2 separate regions of the Mus musculus genome follow, and region 2 is linked to region 1. Evidence: chromatin contacts called from public Hi-C data. All regions are on one chromosome and are shown on one strand. Each heading gives the region's core, a stretch centred on a gene start, on an enhancer-like site or on the middle of the called end of the contact. The rest is flanking DNA. Distances are from core to core; before and after follow the strand shown.

Region 1 (7,020 bases), core at 2,918-5,417:
ATAGTCTCACAAGAGACAGCTATATCTGGGTCCTTTCAGCAAAATCTTGCTAGTGTATGCAATGGTGTCAGCGTTTGGAAGCTGATTATGGGACGGATCCCTGGATATGGCAATCACTAGATGGTCCATCCTTTTGTCACAGCTCCAAATTTTGTCTCTGTAACTCCTTCCATGGGTGTTTTGTTCCCAATTCTAAGAAGGGGCAAAGTATCCACACTTTGGTCTTCGTTCTTCTTGAGTTTCATGCTTTTAGCAAATTGTATCTTATATCTTGAGTATTCTAAGTTTCTGGGCGAATATCCACTTATCAGTGAGTACATATTATGTGAGTTCCTTTGTGATTAGGTTACCTCACTCAGGATGATGCCCTCCAGGTCCATCCATTTGGCTAGGAATTTCATAAATTCATTCTTTTTAATAGCTGAGTAGTACTCCATTGTGTAAATGTACCACATTTTCTGTATCCATTCCTCTGTTGAGGAGCATCTGGGTTCTTTCTAGCTTCTGGCTATTATAAATAAGGCTGCTATGAACATAGTGGAGCATGTGTCCTTCTTACCGGTTGGGACATCTTCTGGATATATGCCTATATTTTTTTAAGGGAGTTATTTATGTCCTTAAAGTCCTCTATCATCATCATGAAATGTGATTTCACATCAGAGTCTTGCTTTTCTGTTGTGTTGTGTTGTGTTGTGTTGTGGGAAATATTGAAAAGAACAGCAGTTCCCACGCTTCACTCAGCCCCTGCAGTCTTGACAATCAGTTCCTATCTCATAGAGACTCTCTGATTCAGAGCTCCAAAATCTCTCCACCTAACTTGCTCAGTTCTCACTGCTGGGTCACTACCACATCAGCCCCATGCTTCAAAACCCCCAAGGCCTTTGTGGTACACTTCTTGTAAACTCACGCTTTGCCACTGTACCTTCCTCTCTTGAACCCAGTCAAACCACTACGTGAAGGAAAACACATAAACTTAGTTCAGAAACAATGGTAACTCAATCACTGGGCACAACAACTAGAATGTTAATCTTGTAAGCCATATTAAATCTAAATCCTTCTGTAGTAAATCCTGGCAGATTTGCCATATAAGCTGGGAGACACTAGTAGCTACATTTTGCCCTCTCTCTATCCCTGTCCAAAAAGCCCTCCTGCTTTCTCTCTTCCTCTGTCCAACCCAGAAGTCCCATCTACTTGCCCAGTGATTGGTTCCTTTATTCATTTAGGGGAAGGTTCACAAGAAGTCACCTGAGTATGCGACTCATTCTTCCTTCCAGACAATCCCTCCTGGGACAGCAGAATTAACATCAAAATACAGCCATCACCAGGGCCATCCCCAACAGCTGTGTGGTATCCAGGGTTTGCTGTGGTGGTAGAACTGGGTTCTGATGATGCCAAGTAGCCTTGGTTTCTGTTGCTTATGTTCTTGCACTTGCCTCTCGACATCTGGTTTTCTGTGGTGTTAGTTGGTCTTGCTGTCTCTGACTGTGGCTTGTCCTTCCTATAAGCCTGCGTGTCAACATTCCTGGGAGACCAGCTCTTTCCGCATAGAATTTGGGTATGGAGTGCTGTGGCACAGGTTCAGCTCCGGGCACAGATGGAAACCTAGAACATTTTTGTTAGTCTTAAAAGTACCCTGGTATCTGACTACAGTTACGCTCTTCCACTCCTAGAACCACATGAGTTGAACTCGGCGTTTACTACTTATGGAAGCACATGTGTAGTCTCGTCTGGATTCTTTCACTTAGCACAGTGATTTCAGTGTGCATCTGTGGTGTACCATGTCTGAATAGTCTGTCCTTTTCCTCCTCCTCCTCCTCCTTTTTAATTTCCAGATAGGATTATGTTGTATGTATATATATCATTTGATTTATCTCTTCATTAGAGGATGGACATTTGTCTTGGCTCTAATCTATTGCTTTTATAAAGAATGCTAATATGAATATTTATATATGTGTTTTGTAGGGCTTCTGTTTTTATTCTTTCTCTCAAGTAGAATCACACCAGTAGAACTAAGTTTGAATGGTAGCTTCTTAATATATTGCTGTAGTGGCTGGTTTTGTGAGTCAACTTGACACAGGCTGGAGTTATCACAGAGAAAGGAGCTTAAGCTGGGGAAGTGACTCCATGAGATCCAGCTGTGGGGCATTTTCTCAATTATCGATCAAGGGGGAGGAGCTCCTGTGGGTGGGACCATCCCTGGGCTGGTAGTCTTGGGTTCTATAAAAGAACACACTGATCGCTTCTCAGCCTTTTGGCTAAGATCAAGTGTAGAACATGCTGAGCAAGCCAGTAAGGAACATCCCTCCATGGCCTCTGCATCAGCTTCTGCTTCCTGACCTGCTTGAGTTCCAGTCCTGACTTCCTTTAGTGATGAACAGCATCATGGAAGTGTAAGCTGAATAAACCCTTTCCTCCCTAACTTGCTTCTTGGTCATGATGTTTATACAAGAATAGAAACCCTGACTAAGACAATTATCAAATTGTTTCCCAAGGTCCCTGAAATGCTGTGTTCTCACATGCACCCTCACTTGATTGTCTTCTTGATTATATGTTTGGTTTAAGTTTGTGATCATGGAGTAGTGTGTGGACAGGGGCTGGGGAGACACCTCCTACGTCATCCTCTACCCTCGTGCCAGGAAAGGTGCTGGATAGTGAGAGCAGAGGACATCCACACTTGAGTAGGGTAGTAACCTAGGCACTGTTCACAGTAGAATCAGACTGATGTAAACTGCAGGCATCCCAGCTTGGACTCAACTCCCAACATAAAGCCAGAGCTACAGGGTCCTCAGTGTCGGAGCAGGACTGCAGCTCTGGACACCTACATCATGCCTGGTTTTGTTTTATTTTGTTTCAGACTGGGTTTCTCTGTGTAGCCCTGGCTTTCCTAGAACTCATTCTGTAGACCATGCTGGCCTCCAACAATGTAGACCCATCTGCCTCTGCCTCCTAAGTGCTGGGATTAAAGGCGTTTGCCACCATGCCTGACTTGGACACTCTATAGAAGCATTTCTATAGAAGAATAAAGATGAGTCCAGCTCAATGAACAGAGAGTGAGAAATAGCCCTAAACTGGATGACCCCATTAAATTCTTCCCCACAGGGTTCAGGAAACTGTGGAAGAGGACGTTGAATGAGTATAAGAACCAGAGGGATGGAGGGCACCAAGAAAACAAAAACCTCTAAACTAGCATAATTGACCCAAAGACTGAGGCAGTATGCACAGCCCCATGCAGGTCTGCACCAGCTGGGGCCTAGAGCTAAAAGAAGTCCCCATGTTTCTTGTGCTTTTTCTTTGCCTTTCTTTTTTTCTGTTTGTTTTGGCCAAAATAGATTTTTATTTTATTTTATTTTATCTTATTTTACTACTACTACTACCACCACCACCACCACCACCACTACCACCACCACCACCACCACCACTACTACTACTACTACTACTACTACTACTACTACTATTAGATGCCTGTTTGTATTCTAATGAGAGAAAGAAAGAAAGGAAGGAAAGAAAGGAGGAGGAAGGGAAAGAAGGAGGAAAGGAAAGAAGGAAGGGCGTAGATTTGGGTAGGCAAGGAGGATCTGGGAGGAGTTGGGGGTAAGGAAACCGTTATCAGAATATATTGTATGAAAAAACATCTATGAAAAAAAGATGAATCAAGGTCAGGGAGTAGGGACAAAGATCTGGGCCTAGGAAATCAGTAGCAAGTATAACAATACACAGTCCAACAGTAGGGAAAGATGTGTGGAGTTATTGTCTGGTTTGAAAGGCACGCCATGAGCGCTGGGCTAATCTTTATAGAAGTGCTGTGCTATTGGCAGTGGAAGGAGATTCCAGCTCAGAGGGGTTCAATGAGTTGTCTCAGAGCTTATTAACGATAATGAACTCCAGCCCAGGTGCTTGCCTTTTGGACTAGGCAGTGTAGATGCAGGAGCATAGCTCAGACTCTCTGACCTTTCATGGCTGTATCTACCAAGTGGCAGCAAATATCAATAAATAAAGGAAAAGAGTAAAGCCTTGTCACCAAGGAGAAACTGGGGGGTTTGAAGGAAGGCTTTGTCTTTGTCCTTAATTTACCTGACGGCATTCTCTGAAGAAACGGTTGTCTCAGGAACGTGTGGGATGCAGATGCCACATTTGCTGCAGTTACTCAGCAGAGGGAGGGCTGGGAAAGCGTTAGTGGCACCCGGGCTTATCAGCTGTCAAGGCCATTTGCTCCTGTTCTCTTGAAGCGTGCCACTTTAGAAGTACTTCATTTTCCACTGATGAGACATTAGAGGAGCGAAGATTCTCGGGCAAGCATTCCAGCACAAAAGAAGCCATTTGGCTGATGGCGTCTGCATGCTTTTGTCAGAGCCTTCAGAAATCAGGGAGGTTTTGGAAAACAAAAACAACCATAAATTGATGCTCAGCCATCTCCAGGTTGTGTGCCCGAGTGTCTCCTGTGGGGAGGTTCTGTGAACACATCCCCCAAACACATTACACAATGGCTGTGTGCTCTGGGGTGACTGTTGACCCCCTCCAAACTCATGCTGCAATCCCAGTGCCTCTGAGAAGGAGATCTTTAGGAAGTAGTCAGGTCCTACAGCAGGGTTCTCACTCTCCCTAAAGCTTAGACCCCTTACAGCTTCTCAAATTGTTGTGACCCCCCAACCTTAAAACTATTTCTGTTCCTACTTTATAACTGCAATTTTGCTACTGTTATGAATCATAATATAAATATCTGATATGCAGGTTATTTGATATGCAACCCTGTGAAAGGGTTGTTCAGCCCTCTAAGGGGTCATGACCCACAGGTTGAGAACACAGGCTGCCCTACGGACTTTGCCTCCTGAGACTGGTGTCCATATAAAGAGGACAGTCCACCTTTGGTCCACATGTCTTACCCTTCCACCTTCTGCGAAGAGATGATATTGTACCCTGGAGCTTGGACTCTGCAGCCTCCAGAGAGCCATGTCTGTTCTTTTCCCCATTATCCATCCTCAGGGCCTCTGTCACAGCAGCACACACAGGGCTAAGACAGCATTGCTGCTTTTCTTGGCTCTCTCCTGTTATAAAAGAGAAGCAGCCAATACCAGCCCCTCCCAAGAGCACGTGCAGCCATGCACGGTTGGCTTCGTGTCCGACTGGATACAGGTGCCCACTCTGTCAGGCTCTGTGCCAGCCACTACAGATGGCCCAGTCTTATCAATGAGGTCACAATTACATAGTAAGGAACAGAGTAGTCAAACGCACAAGGCCTCTCTGTTTTGAAGTTTAAGGTCATAACAAGGTCATGAACTTCTGAAATCCTTGTTCTTTCTGTCCATGGAGTTCAGTCACTTCCTTCCTTCTTTCTTTCTTTTTTTTTTTTTCCCTTCTGTGATGATGGGGAAGCGGGGAGGGGAAGAAGGAGACTCCTCCCTCTCAGCGGTGTAAGCACAAAGGGCCTGGGACAGGGACATTTCTTTCCCTAAGTGTCATGCTTCTGAGAAAAGACTTATTTTTACTTATGTAAACAACTGTTGAGGGTCTAGGATGCCATTCTTGTTCATTACCCCCAGTTCATTACCCCCGGTTTTGCAGCCGAAGAGTCCTCTTCCTCATGGAAGAATGCTTGTCCCTTCTTTATTGCCCAGCAATGGCTGTCCCTCAGAGGCCACAGTCAAAGTGGAGAGGCCTCAGTCTGTCTATAACTGAGCGTGATCTGTGATCACTTTCCAGCACAGGTCGTGGGTGAACCCAGGTCTCCTGAGAAGTGCAGAGAACAAGGTGCAGCCTTTGCCCAGGTGCAGGAGCAGGAAGCCAGGGAAACCTAGCGCGGCTGTGGAGGTGCAGCTAGGCTGAACCATGTTCTTTCTGGGTCAGACTTTAAAAGCGTATGATACAGGTGCTCTTAGTAAATGGCCATCTGTGACAGCAGGAGTCTGTACTTTGTGGCTCTCAGAGCCACTGTTGGTGGCTGGGGAGGCCATTTAACCACAGTGATAAGGGGATGGCCTGTGGGGTCAGGTGCCCAGGTCTTCAATCCCAGGCTTTTGGCAGCTGTGTGACCCTGGGGAGCTCTTAGCTTTTCTGTGCCTTGGAATCTTCATGTATAACCAAGGATGGTGGAGCCTTCCTGACAGGATGCTATCTAAGCACACTGCCTCTAAGAAATGGTCCCTCGAAAGAGGACTCACTGGGGTCATCTGACTCCTCCCACCCCCACCCCTGAGGCTGCTTTTAGTGTTCATTTTTTTGTCTTTGATTTCTGCCAATTCATAGCAATGTGTGTAAGTGTGGACTTCTTCTATTTGTGCTGCTTAGGATTGGGTCTTCTCCTGAATCCACAAAATTGATGTCTTCTATCGTATCTGAATTATTCTCAGCCAAGACCTTCTCACAAGATATTTCTGCCCCATATTGCCAGTGTTTCCTCAACCCCAGTGTCTTAGTTAGGGTTTTACTGCTGTGAACAGACACCATGACCATGGCAACTCTTATAAGGACAACATTTAATTGGGGCTGGCTTACAGGTTTAGAGGTTCAGTCCATTATCATCAAGGCAGGAGCATGGCAGCATCCAGGCAGGAATGGTGCAGGAGGAGCTGAGAGTTCTCCATCTTCATCTGAAGGCTGCTAGCAGAATACTGGATTCCAGGCAGCTGGGAGCAGGGTCTTAAAGCTCACACCCACAGTGACACACCCACTCCAACAAGGCCACACTTATTCCAACAAGACCACCCCATCTAATAGTGCCACTCCCTGGGCTGAGCATATACAAAACACCACACCCAGGTACATTCACGTCAGACTCTCTTTTGACTCCACCAAGGTTTTTCCACTCTTCAATATCTATGACATATAGTTCTAATTTAAAACAAAACAAAACAAAACAAAACAACAGAGGTTTTTTTTGTGTGTGTCACCCAAGCTGGCCTCAAACTCTTGGTTCTTTTGCCTCAGCCTCCGAAGTGCTAAGATTCCAAACAGGTGTGCACCATCGTGTCCGTTCATTCTCCAGGTCGCCCGCAGCTTACTCGTTCTCTGTTCAGCCATAGTTTA
Region 2 (7,020 bases), core at 3,295-5,794, 46 kb before region 1:
CTCCCTGGGCCATGCATATTCTAACCACCTCAAGTGCATAGCTGGCTATATATTAGGCACTGGTACAACAAAGGTATGAGATCAAAAAATAAATAAGAAACTAGAAAAATCCTGCCTATGGAGAACCTAGATTCTGGTGAGAGAAGATAGACAGTAACTATTACAAGTGAGCTAATTATCTAGTAAAATGGAAGGTGGCATATGCTACGAAACTAGAAAAATTGCAGGCCAAGGGGATTCAGGAGGGGCACAGACAAATGAACGAAGGCTGAATAAAGTTTTAAATAGGAGTTGCGGATGGAAACGTGGAGTAGGGAACATTGCAAAAGAGACTTAAGGAAGGAAGGAAGTTGGCCATGCAGTTGTGGAGGTGGGAGCCTGACTGGCAGAGGGTCCAGCTCCCCATCAATGTTAGGTCTTCTGGGGAAACAGCAGGAAGCCCAGGTGGTAGTGTTAGGAGGGAAGAGAGCCCGGGGTGAGACCTCTGCCCAGTATTTCTAGGTTCTTGTCTCCATCAAAGAAAGAATTGGAAGCAAAGACAAATGAAGAAATGGGAGGGACTTTATTATAGGCAAAGGCGCTGTGCTCAAAGGTTGAGTAGAAGCAGACGGTAGTAGCACGGAATTATTTTGGACAGTTACTCTGACGGTCAAACTGATAGAAGGTTGGGTTATCATAGTGAAGGTGAAGGTGAGGCAAGGCCTTCTAGGCGTGGGTGTGAATTCCCCACAGTGATATTTCCACACTCTTTCTGTACTTGTATGAGATATTCCTAGTATTGTGGCATGAGATACGTGATGGGTAGGTTATAGAGATGATATTATCGTGAGGCAAAGGACATCTTTGTTGCCATCTACATCAGCTATGTTGGGTCCAGCTGGTGTGGAGCATCTGATGTCTTTACTGGGTCTAGGGTCTGGTATCCTGCTCTAGTAAGCTCTGAGATCACCAGCTTTGAGCCACCATGAGTTTGCCTCTTTCTTCGCCACCTCTATCTAGCCAACTTTAGTGGAAGCAGATAGAGGGATGGTGAGAGCTTGTGATAGGGAGTGGCCTCATTGTGTGGGTTCCATAGCCCTATATAATTACGCTTGTGTGGTCCCACCAAGATGGGTAAGGGCAGGTTACACTAGATTTACTTTCTTAAGAATGGCAGGTACAGGATCAGCCCTGAATACCTGCAATGTGGAATTACCGTTATTTCTGACAAATTCTTCTGAGTAATTCTGACGTGCCGTCAGGGATTGGTACTGCTCTTTCAGCTTAAAAACAAGGTTCACGATTTTAAAATAAAAATTATATTTTAAGAGGAAGAAAGCTTTCTTAGCATCCCAAACGTCCGTGATTTGGAGAGGCCAGAGGTTATGCAGGAAATCAAATCCCAGGAGTGAAATGACTTCCCCAAGGTTACAGAGTCAGGCGTCAGAATAAGCCCTTCAAATGAGTTCAGTGAACCTTCTCCAGTTGCCTAGTAAATGGTGCCATCTGGCCCCCAGGAGGAACACTGTTTGAACCCCGAAGTTCTGTAAGGCTGATCAGTTGATTAAATGTTTGGTTATCTAAAGATCAATCAGGTGGCTTTGGCTATTTTAACCTTTGTGGTTAAAAAGGATTCAAAATGTATTAATCACATTTTCTGCTACCTTGAGAGGAATTCTGGGAGATTCATCTCATTTTAGATTTGGAATGGACCTTAATTCTTCAAGATCCTGCAGTGCTCTGGGTCATAATTTTGCAGTAAGTGCTTATTTAATATCATTATAAAACATAGAAGCCACTCTGTTGACCTTGGACATTAGATAAGTTTTTTGTTTCTTTTTAAGTTTTTTTTTTTTTTTTTTAAATTCAGTTAGCTTTCTTTCCATTTGCTTCTGGGACATTTTTGCTAAAATTTTCTCACTTTAATTAATTTCTTTTTTGAATGTCGGGTTTCCTGACCTTATTTTACAACTTGGGCCTAAAGAAGCACTGCAGTGTCTGTGTGTAAGGAGACTGCTGTTACCCTGGGTGGCACTGGTGTCCTTGCGAGGAAGTCAGTTCTTCATGAGGCCAACACTCAGGGCTCAGAACTTAGCTGGGGAAATGACTTCAGACTCCCATTTCTTCTCCATCTATACACTCCTGTAAGTTTCAGTGATTAGCTCAGATACGTCCTTGTCATGGGGGCAAGTCACACGTTCCCACTGAGAACACTTGGAAATTATAGGGACAGATATTTTCTTTTCTTTTACCTAGCCAGACTTGGAGGTGGAAGTTGTGGTTGCTTTGAAAATGGATTGTAAAAATGGATATCTAGATTACTTTTCCCTCTGTCTCCTATCCAAAGGAGAAGTCACATTCAACCAACATGAAATGTTCTATTAACCTGCTAACTCTGTCTGGTCACTCACTAGCTACATTAAGGTCATACCCCCGGGGCTTACTCATTTTTAAAAATGTATAAGTTCAACCTAAATTTGTTTCTGGATGTCTGCAGCATGATTCATCTCCTAATCTCCCCACCAGAAGAGAGAGTGTAATTTGTGTTTTTATCATAGTCTTGTCTTCTGAAGCAGTCCCCGGGACTTTTTTCTTCCATGAGGGGCTCCATCGAGTGATTCCTTGAGGATGCCCTGAACATGGCTGTGGCATGAGAATTATGTGACACTTAGTTTCCTGACAGATGATGCCTGAAATGGGTGTGAATGATTACATTTGTGCACCTGGAGCTGAGATGGAGATTTGGGGGAGGGGGACTTTCTTGTAATTTAGCTTATCCCTTAGTGATTCACTGGAAGGAAGGCAGAGAGTAGCCATCAGACATAGGTTTAAGTAAATGATCGTTCCTGGGTAATGGTGGCATTCTTAACTGTATGAGGGCCAACCAACATGCAAGGGTACTGTGGGGAAGCAGTCATGTGAAGGAAGAAGGGCTCTGAGTTACACCTCCACTGCTGGGCATGCCCTTCCATAAGTAGTAAGTCGGGGAGTGCCTTAGCTAATGAGGTCTGCCTCATCCAAGATCACTGACACAGTTGGTAGGAACACCTGATCACCATCTCACTTTCTCCCTTGGGTCACTGTGGGTGTGGCAGAAATTACTGAAGATTAACTGAAGATGAACTCTTTTGTGTCATTAAAGTGAAGAAGAAAGTTACAGCTAACCTGGGATCAAACAAAAGTAGAATAAGCTCCATTCTGTTCCCTTCTCTCTAGCTGAACTTGAAATATGGTGGTGTTTCTGTTCAGAGATGGGAATCGTACCCGGTAGGCCAAGCTGGCCTAGAACTCATGAAGATCAGACTGGCCTCAGCCTCCCAATTCTTAGAACTATAGATGTAAACTCTCATCCCCAGAGTGGATGTCAGAAGTGGAGAGATGTCTCTCATGTTTTGATTTGGCAGTCAGAAGACATCATCAGACATCTTCCTCTGACAACTCTGAGTTGATGGGATGAGGGTGGGGTGGGGAGAGGAGGAGACTAATGACATAGTTTTGAACTGGATACTTTGTATTTTGCGTTGAAATTTATCCTTGTAGAACTCTAAGTGAAGCCCTTATTCGGACCATCTCACTTTCTCCCTTGGGCCACTGTGGTTGTGGCAGAAATTACTGAAGGAGACCTTAAGTAGGCAAGTGGTGCCTGGGGACCTGGGACATGGATTTCCACCTTATGTCACACAGCAGAATTGCTTCTCTAGCAGTGTGGCCTTCACTGAGGGGGCTGAGGGAGGTCCCCAGGAGGAAGAAGAAAAGTGGGAGGCTGGGTTAGTGACACCCAGAGAAGAACTTAAGATTTGGGGGTTGGGGGGAGAAAAACCAAACCAAACCAGCAAACAAAATGACTGCAACAGACAAGTGAACAGAAAACCACATGCAGACAGCTTGGATCTTCCACGGAAATAAGGATTGTATTCCCCTGTGGGATAGCCCATCTCTTGGCATGCACTTCTGAAGGATTTGCAGACAGGGAATGGGTTTTTTTTCCAAAGGTTGGGCCACCACCCAGCTGAATTCTAGAATTAGTATGTGGGGGAAGGTGGGTGCTGGTGAGCTATGCAAGAATTGGGTCTCTTAACTCCTCAAGTGTGTTGACAACCAAGTCAATGGGCTTGGTGGGCCTGAGCTATGTGCTTCTTGCTGTTTGGATAGGGCATTCTGTTTTTGAGAAGATACTTACCCCGAAGGTCTACCCAGCTATTCTTGGCCTGGAGCAGGGCTAGTGCAGACTAGGGGGAGAGGGGCTAGAGCAGTAGGGGGCCCTGTGGATAAGGAGCTCCCCAAGGGACAAGGCCTCTGGACAGCCAAGAACCGGAGGGCACCTAGGCGTGCTGCCAGGCACTGCGCGGCAGGGAGAAGAGTGCAGTGGGGTGGCCCTTGGGGACCCAGAGGAGGACCGACACTGGGAGGGGACGTGCAAGGACTGAAAGTGGGAAGACTGAGCCGGCCGGCGGGCGGGCGCCCTGGCCGGAGTGTGGGGAGCTGGGCGGCGCGGGCCGAGGCGCGGGCGGAGCAGAGGGCGGAGGCGCGGGGCGCGCGTTTGGGGCGCTGCGGCGGGGAGGGTGGCGGCCGCTGGGGCGCGCGGGCCGTGTGTGCGCGCTCTGCCGCTCCGGGAGGAAGATGGCCCGGGAGGGAAAGTTGGGGTGACGCGCGCTGCCCCCGGACGCTCGCCAGGGGGCACGGAGGCGAGCCCGACAGAGCGGTGGCCACCCAGACTGGGGGGCGCGCAGTCTGGGCACCACCGTCACCACGCCCGCCCCCTCACTGCAGGTGGCCGTGGGAGCTCCGAGTCCGGGTGGCCCGGGGGCGCGGGCGGGCGCGCGCGGGGGAGCCCGGCTGAGGGATGGGCTGCGCCCCCAGCATCCATGTCTCGCAGAGCGGTGTGATCTACTGCCGGGACTCGGATGAGTCCAACTCGCCCCGCCAGACCAGCAGCGTGTCGCAGGGCCCCACGGCGCCCCTGCACGGCCTCTTCGTGCAGACCGACGCCGCCGACGCCATGCCCCCGAGTCGCGCGGCGGGACCCCCGGGCGCTGTCCGAGTCCGCAGATCCCGGGCTGAACTGGGCAGCGGCAGCAGCACGGGGTCCTCGGGCCCCGCCACGACCACCTGCCGGGGCCGGAGGCGCCACTGCTGCAGCAGCGCCGAGGCCGAGACCCAGACTAGCTACACCAGCGTCAAGGTAAATCCTGGCTGTTGGGGGGTTATCCGTCGGGTCTGCCTTAAGTGGGGGGCTCGTGCGGGAGTTGGACGATCGATTGGGGGAGGGTGTTGCTAAGGCGGAGTTTACTTTTCGGTTTTTTTTTTTTTTTTTTTTTTTTTTTTTTTTTTTTGCTGGTGGTGAGGGCCCAAGGAATTGGAGATGAAAAAGATCCTGGAGGATGCAGGGAAACAAACCTAAGCTGGTCCTGAGGTGGGGACAGGTGCAGAGTGCAGCTCAGCGGAAAGCAGTTGGGGCGCCTGTTTCTTGCTGAGGGAGGGCAGCTGTGGCCCAATGGATGCAGCTGGAGGGATGGGTATGCATCACCAAGAGCATGCGAGTTCCTCTGAATGCAACCTGAGCGCTGAGCTAGGTCTGTATGCAGTGCAGCCTCAGCACCAGGATGCTAGAGCGCCTCAGGTTTAGATTTTTACCTGTAAATCAGCTAGGCTGGATGGAGTTCTCTGCACAGTGGCCCAGTGCAGGGATTTGTGAATGAACTAGGCTGCTTACGTTTGAAGAGCTATAGAAAGGGACTAGGGGAGAGCCAAGTGGAACCTGTTACTATAGTGTTTCTCTGGGATGACTGTATCCTGGACATTATTGAGAGAACCCAGCCAGAGTTTGGAACGCCAGCAGTTCAGGGCAGCTGCCTCAGGATGGTGCTTCTGCATACATGTCTTCCGGGGTGGGTGTGGGTGGTGGGATTGTGAGGATGTGAAATGGATGGTTAAAACAGTCTCTAAATAGTTCCTGATGAAAATCTATTCCAAGATATGTTTTCAAAGTACGATTACATCCGAGAGGATTTCACTGTGTCAGATTAATTGCTTTATAGCAAACCCAAGAGCAATAGCACATCTCATTGTGCAGAGGAAAAATACGTCTTTAAGCTCTTAATGTTAGATACACACAGCTCTTATGTAGTCAGTAGATTACCAGGGACCATTCCATGATTCCTTGACAAAGACACAATTGTATGTCTGGTAGTAAAAATACATTCAACAGTTGGCCCAGTGTGAGGAAGCTCTGGGTCTTCCCTGAACGAAGTGCAGACACACTGGAGGAACAGTAGGGATAGTGGGCTGCCTTTCCATGAACTTCATTTTTGTAAAATGGAATCTCATTTTGCTACATACAACTTAACCAGTGTTTACTAATGGCTGTGACTTTTTCTAGCAATAATTGTGATCACCATTAACATAAAATACCATTTAATACATACCTACTATGTATCAGGAATAAGTTTATTTTCTTACTTTTGAATATTAACAGTGTATCTGAAGAGTAGAGACCTGGATTCAATTAAATATTTGTTACAGAGGGCTGTGGTGGGCACAAAATTTGCTTTTGTTTGCTGCTTTCTGGGTCCCCTGCCAGCAGCAACATAAAGTTACCATTAGAAGAAATTTCAAGGTGCTAAGAAGGCTATATTTAGCAACATTTTTAACGTGAGGTTTTGAAAGGGGATTTGAAGGCCTAAAGCATAGTCAAGAATAGTGGCTGCTCATGAGCTTGCGGTATTTCATTTCGGTTGCTCGAGAGAAACTTATGTATTTTTTCCTTTCATAGGAGCAAGGAACTCATTTTTTAATACCTGGCAACCCCAGCTACTGGGTGTTTGTTTAGTGAACGAAAAAAAAATAATGAATGAGTCTATTTTTCTTCGTCTTAATGCTTTCCTCAAGAGGCTACTTAGAAACCAAATGGAGTAAAAAACTGGTGGAGAAAATGGGTGCCGATTATTAGCAGTTACTATAAACTTGAACAAATCTCGTGCTACTTGGCTTAAGTGTTAAAAGGCTTGACCTGGGGAGGAATTTAAGTCACTTTATCAACAA

The links. Hi-C and Micro-C count contacts between places; a contact is called where the count stands out from the background.
Region 2: a Hi-C map of cerebral cortex shows a contact between it and region 1, with 1.8 times the contacts expected there. The contact joins the promoter of Pde8b here to the enhancer-like site in region 1. A contact is called at or near these places in 4 of 484 Hi-C or Micro-C datasets (the G1E-ER4 cell line, cerebral cortex, nephron progenitors and 1 more), 3 of 115 datasets of contacts at active chromatin or transcription factors (embryonic forebrain, embryonic stem cells and neural progenitor cells) and 2 of 9 other capture datasets (adipose tissue and pancreatic islet).

The regions. Positions count from the first base shown.
Region 1 is chr13:95,174,693-95,181,712 of GRCm38.p6, reverse strand. All of the region lies in intron 1 of Pde8b (phosphodiesterase 8B), which reads left to right. Among named protein-coding and RNA genes, the nearest start is that of Pde8b, 45 kb to the left of the region's middle. Within about 2 kb of position 4,167, at least 16 of the 459 cell types and tissues checked have an H3K27ac peak or open chromatin away from gene starts, as enhancers often do. A contact at or near this core is called in cerebral cortex, where this site is marked.
Region 2 is chr13:95,220,616-95,227,635 of GRCm38.p6, reverse strand. It overlaps Pde8b (phosphodiesterase 8B), which reads left to right and starts at 4,544. Exons shown (of 22, transcript NM_001374003.1): 1 at 4,544-5,161. The coding sequence starts at 4,823.